Regions from separate parts of the Mus musculus genome. Here region 1 is linked to region 2. Evidence: chromatin contacts called from public promoter capture Hi-C data. All regions are on one chromosome and are shown on one strand. The core of a region is the stretch at or near the end of the contact, and the rest is flanking DNA. Distances in the headings are between cores, read along the strand shown.

Region 1 (2,785 bases), core at 82-2,581, 2.1 Mb before region 2:
TTCTTAAGGTACTTTAAATGTGATCCTTCTGCTGGCTGCTAAAAACTCATTGAAAAAAACATAATCTGCAGGAACACGGGAGAGCTGGAAAATACATCAAGTTACCTGACACAGACATAGAGAGACAGACACTTCATGTTCTTTCTCATAGGCGGATCCTAGCATGTAATGTTCATATGTTAGTGTGTATATAAGGTTCCAACTAGAAAGGAAAGGCTGCCCGAGTGGGGGGGGGGATTAGAGTCATGGACATGGTGATAGGACACAGAGGGCTATGGGCTTGGGGGCGTGCAGTTACGAGGTGCGGGGACTAGGGTTACTGGGAGAAGGGATGAGAAGAATTAACACAGACCAATATTGTCTGAAAATTCCATAGTGAAACTTAATATTATATATATACATATATTAAAGGTGTGTGCCACAATCCTCAGATATATATATATATATATATGTATATATATATATACACACACATATATACACACACACACACATATATATACACACATACATATGTAAACTAATATATTATATATTAATATTATATATTATTTATATTATCCCAGCTTAATATAGAATTTTGAAAGGCATAATCATAAAGTAATTTTAAATGTTAGCAATAGCCAGGTGGTGGTGGCAGCACACGCCTTTAACCCCAGTACTCTGGAGGCAGAGGCAGGAGGATCTCTGTGAGTTCAAGGCCAGCCTGGTCTACAGAGCAAGTTCTAGGTCAGTCAAAATTACACCCAGAAACCTTGTCTCAAAACAAAACAAAATAAAAGTAAGAAACTCTTTTTTTTTTTTTTTTTTTTTTTTGGTTTTTCGAGACAGGGTTTCTCTGTATGTGTAGCCCTGGCTGTCCTGGAACTCACTCTGTAGACCAGGCTGGCCTCGAACTCAGAAATTTGCCCTGCCTTTGCCTCCCGAAAGCTGAGACTAAAGGTGTGTGCTACCACGCCCAGCTAATAACAAGCTCTTGATGTAGTGGTACTGTCACTTTGGTGGCTGGCTATCTAAATTCAATGCATTTGAATTGTGTTAGTCTTGGAGGGAAATTACACACAGAAAGGTAGCTGGAGAAAAAAGAGAATAGATTAGACTGTCCAGAAACAACAGGACGATATTGGAAGGAAAACAGAGCTCAAGAGTCAGTTGGCGCCCGCCCTCCTGCAATTCCTCTGGCCGCGGTTTCCGCTCCCTTTCGCGCTCTGCGCTCCCAGGCAGCCCCGCCCAAGCGTAGCTCAGCTCTGATTGGCTCCTTTGAACGTCTACGTGCAATCGGATTGGCGGATCCCGGGAGCTTTACCGCGGCGAGTTTGAAACTGCTGGCACTCGGCCTCTAAGCTCCTGGAGTTGCTGCGTCCGCGCAGTCCGGAACTGCGGTGTGGCCCCAGCCGGGACAGAGAGGTATGGCGTGAGTCGGACTGGGTGCAGGCTGGGCCTGCGGGGGCTCCACGGGATCTGGGGGTTCCCCCGGGGAAGGGCAGGACATCCATGTGAGCCTGGGGATCCCTTGTGGACGGGTAGGGCCTCCACGTGAGATCTTGGTCTCCTGTGGACGGGTAGGGCCTCACCTAAGTCCGGGATCCCTTATGGTCGGGCATGGCCTCCCTGAGCCCGGGGTCTGGGGTACCCTATGGATGAGCATGTCCTCATCTGAGGCCAGGGTCCCCTATGCAGGAGCATGGCCTACCTGAGCCTGGGGACACTATGGAGGAGCAGGGCTCACCGGAGCCTGGGATCCCTATGGGGGGGGGGGGCAGGGCTCACCCGATCCAGCGGTCCCTTATGGAAGGGCAAGGCTCACTTGAGCCCCGGGTCCTGCGGACGTGCAGGCCCCTACGCGAGCTCCAGGTTCCTGCAGACTGGATGGGCCTCGCTGGAGTGGGCCCGGGTGTGGGCGGGGTGCCAAGTTATGTCCCAGGCCCTGTTGGCTGCCAGTGTGGAGCTGGGCTGCACCAGGCCAGCTGCCTTCGGAGGCCTTAAGTCGGTACTGCCGGAGAAACAGACCCGTGGTCGTTTAAAAAGCTTATTCCTACCAAGGTGCAGAACCAAGAAAGTGTAGGATCGTTTATTTTTAGTTGCCTGTGCTAAGGCCACAGACTGTACCCAGGCAAAGAAGGAGAGAGAGGGAGAACCGCGGATGCCTTCGCGTCCTTGATCGTCTTAAAACATAAATACCGATGAAGGTTCTGATGTGCGGGCCACCATCGCCTGCCCCCAACTTGGATACACTGGGCAGCTTTTAACAGCAGGCCCGGGAGACTGGAAAATGTTGGAAGGAAATAAGCCCAGCTTTCAAGACATGTTAACTCTTTGCTGTCTGTGCAGAGGTGGTTGAAACGTTTAATGCTCTATAGTTATATTAAGTCTCTGTATTGAAGAAAGGGGGTTGGGGGGGGATGCGTTGAAATTTCCTAAACATAATCTCCATAGTTGAGAGTCAATCTTATGTGTCTGAGAATCCCCAGGGTTCAGTGGGATGCCTGGCAGGACCCTTGGACGGGTTTACATTTTCCTTCTGAATTTTTATCTGTTGAGCCGCTGCCTCCTTGTGCAGTGCCAAGAGCTGGGATTCCTGGCTGTGCCCCCACACCCCATGGAGTTGATTTTACTGTGGAAAGAGATCTGTAAGGAACAGCTCACGAGAGGTCAGCCATTCCTTGATGCTCATTCATAAGGATCTTGTCACCCGTGGCAGAGGGCTTTCAAGGAGAAGGCACACCTTTTTCCTACCATTCTTTGTGAGCCAAGAAATTGTTTCTCCCTTGTTCGTGATATTTTT
Region 2 (2,700 bases), core at 142-2,641:
GTTATATATGTCATCTCTTCCTCCCCGTTTACAGATGTTGTACATTGCCTCTGCTCTTTCCTCGGCTGGCTTTTTAAGGTTTCATATTAAAAAAAAAAAATCACATCCCAGGGGGCTGGAGAGATGGCTCAGAGGTTAAGAGCACTGACTGCTCTTCCAGAGGTCCTTAGTTCAATTCCCAGCAACCACATGGTGGCTCACAACCATCTCTAATGGGATCTGATGCCCTCTTCTGGTCTGTCTGAAGACAGTGACTGTGTACTAAAATAAATTAAATAAATAAATCTTAAAAAAAAATCACACCCCAGGTGGGTTTCCTTTAACACCCAACCTGCGTCTCCACGTCCTCCAATATTACAAATTCTTAAAGGTACATTCATGTGGTTCTTTGAAGTTTTTTTCATTACAGAATTTGGTACTGTAAAACCTCCAGGTAAGGGGCTGGTGAGATGGCTCAGTGTGTAAGAGCACCCGACTGCTCTTCCAAAGGTCCGAAGTTCAAATCCCAGCAACCACATGGTGGCTCACAACCATCCGTAATGAGATCTGACGCCCTCTTCTGGAGTGTCTAAAGACAGCTACAGTGTACTTATATATAATAAAAATAAATAAATCTTTAAAAAAAAAAAAAAAAAAAAAAAACCTCCAGGTAAGCCCGGTTTCCTTCACACAATATGTTAGTTGTTCTCTCAGCTCCTCTCCATCTCCCTTTCTCCATAAACCATATCTACTTGCCAGTGGGTGCGGAAACAGAAAGACCTTAGCACAGTGATTTAGTACATAGTTGTTGAAGAACGGTTATACTTGGTGGCTTATAATCCTTCTTGCTTTAGAATTAGTTTGTGACCCTGGGGTCACTTATCTCTGTCAAATCCTCTCGGTGGAGTGGAGGTATGGTGGCACCTGCTCATATGCTCGACACAAGACTGCCACATGTACAAGATCTGGGCCACAGACTCTCTGCCAAAAGGCAAAAAATATGGAAACCTCCTGTAAGGCGGATCTAGTGCAGGGTGTTAACTTGGCTCAAATTTGCTTTTTAAAAAAAAGTCAACGGAGATAGAACAGAAACGGAGAAGGAGGGGTGAGGTACAAGGAGAGGACCTGAGAAAGCCTACGGGAAGGAAGAAAGGTCAAGCGTGCAGAGTGACCTTATTAACCAACTAGCCAGACCCGGCTCATCACGTGACAGCCGCCGCCGAAGTCTAGCAGAGCTCCCTCTCGCGAGGAGAGGGGCGGTTTTTGTCACTTAGCTGCTGCCCCGCCCCTAGCCCCGCCCACCCCATGCTCTCACCCCAGCCGCGCCCCCTGCCTCGCGCCGGCGCGTGGCGACGTCACGCCGCCGCGCGCAGCGACGCCGGGACGGCCCCCCGCGACGCGACGTCGGAGGCGGAAGTGGCGCGGCTGTCGCTCTTGGGCTCTCACTGCCGGCTCCGGGTTCTGCGAGGAGCCTCCTGCCAGCCGCCGCGTCTCCCTGCCCTCGCTGCCCCTCCATGTGCCCGGGCGCCGCCGCTCCGCCTCGGGCCGCTGCTCACCCCGGGGTTTATGGAAGTGATGGAAGGACCCCTCAACCTTGTGAGTGGTCGCGGGCTGAGTCGGGGACCGGTAGGCTGCGGGGAAACGCGGGCTGAGGGGGTCAAGCGGCACTGAAGGGGGAGCCGCGAGCTCATGGAGGGGACCCTGATCCCCGGGGCTCAGGCCTCTCCCTCGGGGCCCGTGGCATCTGCCCTGCTGGGACCGCGTCCCAGCGCCACGTAGCCGCCGCCTGCAGGCCGCGGGCAGAGTCGGGGTGTCGGGGCCGCGCCTCGCACACCGCACCCCCTCTTCCCTGCTGCCCTCGCAGCTGGGCTAGCGAAGGCCCCTCTGAAACAGCTGGATCGGAACCCCAGTCCACGCCCCGCAGCCCGGTGCCTTTGCTTTAAGGCTCACGAAAGTACCAGACGTGTTTGCCTTTCTCAGAAACACATACAGAGAGACACACAGGGGGCCGGGTCATTATTGTTTGGGGCAAAAAGGAACACACACACACACACCGCCCCAAACAACCCCACAAAACCCCAAACCTCCCACAGTTCTGTTCTAAGTGTGATCACAGGACATCTTCGGGTTTCCTGGGAAAAGGTTCATGAAATTCAGATGCAGACGTCTGGTTCCTTAGTGTTGCGGAGTAAAACTTTGCAAGTCCCAAGTCTGTAGGTGGTTTGCGATGATGCGGAGGGATTGAGAGCAGGACCGGGAAAGATTGATTGCTTCCTTTGGAACTCTGCCCTCCCTCCCGGCTTGGAAGAGCCTGGTCCGTGCTGTGCAGAGAAGCCAGAGTCTGTGGTTTCAGACTATGGATTTCTGGAGCCAAACTCCTGGATTTGAACTCGGGCTTAGTCACCTAATAGCCTCAAGAGACCTTGAACAAAAATTTTCACTTCATTGTTTTTTTTTGTTTTTGTTTTAACCCTCGTTCGTTGTGAGGATTAAAGGACTGAATAGATAAGAGACACGTAGAACTGTACGTTATGGATGGAACATTGGAAGAGTTAGTTGCTCCAGTGAGACCGTAGCCCCTGTCACTTAATGAGATTTGGGAGTGTTGAGCGTCAACGCTGGAGAGTGAACACCTAAAGCTATGGTTCCATCCCTGGCGCCAGGTTTGCAGCTCCGAGAAATCTACCCAAGAGTTACTAATTTAGACCCTGCGTCCGTTTC

Evidence for each region. Promoter capture Hi-C pulls out the DNA fragments that hold promoters and counts their contacts.
Region 1: a promoter capture Hi-C map of pre-B cells shows a contact between it and region 2, with 13 times the contacts expected there. The contact joins the promoter of Cdk1 here to the promoter of Nrbf2 in region 2. A contact is called at or near these places in 2 of 39 promoter capture datasets (hippocampal neurons and pre-B cells), 2 of 484 Hi-C or Micro-C datasets (B cells and CD4 T cells), 1 of 115 datasets of contacts at active chromatin or transcription factors (embryonic stem cells) and 1 of 9 other capture datasets (adipose tissue).

The regions. Positions count from the first base shown.
Region 1 is chr10:69,351,458-69,354,242 of GRCm38.p6, reverse strand. It overlaps Cdk1 (cyclin-dependent kinase 1), which reads left to right and starts at 1,331. Exons shown (of 8, transcript NM_007659.4): 1 at 1,331-1,407.
Region 2 is chr10:67,283,972-67,286,671 of GRCm38.p6, reverse strand. It overlaps Nrbf2 (nuclear receptor binding factor 2), which reads left to right and starts at 1,391. Exons shown (of 4, transcript NM_001036293.2): 1 at 1,391-1,575. The coding sequence starts at 1,546. It overlaps Gm46200 (a long non-coding RNA gene), which reads right to left and starts at 1,239. Exons shown (of 3, transcript XR_001779690.1): 1 at 1,152-1,239.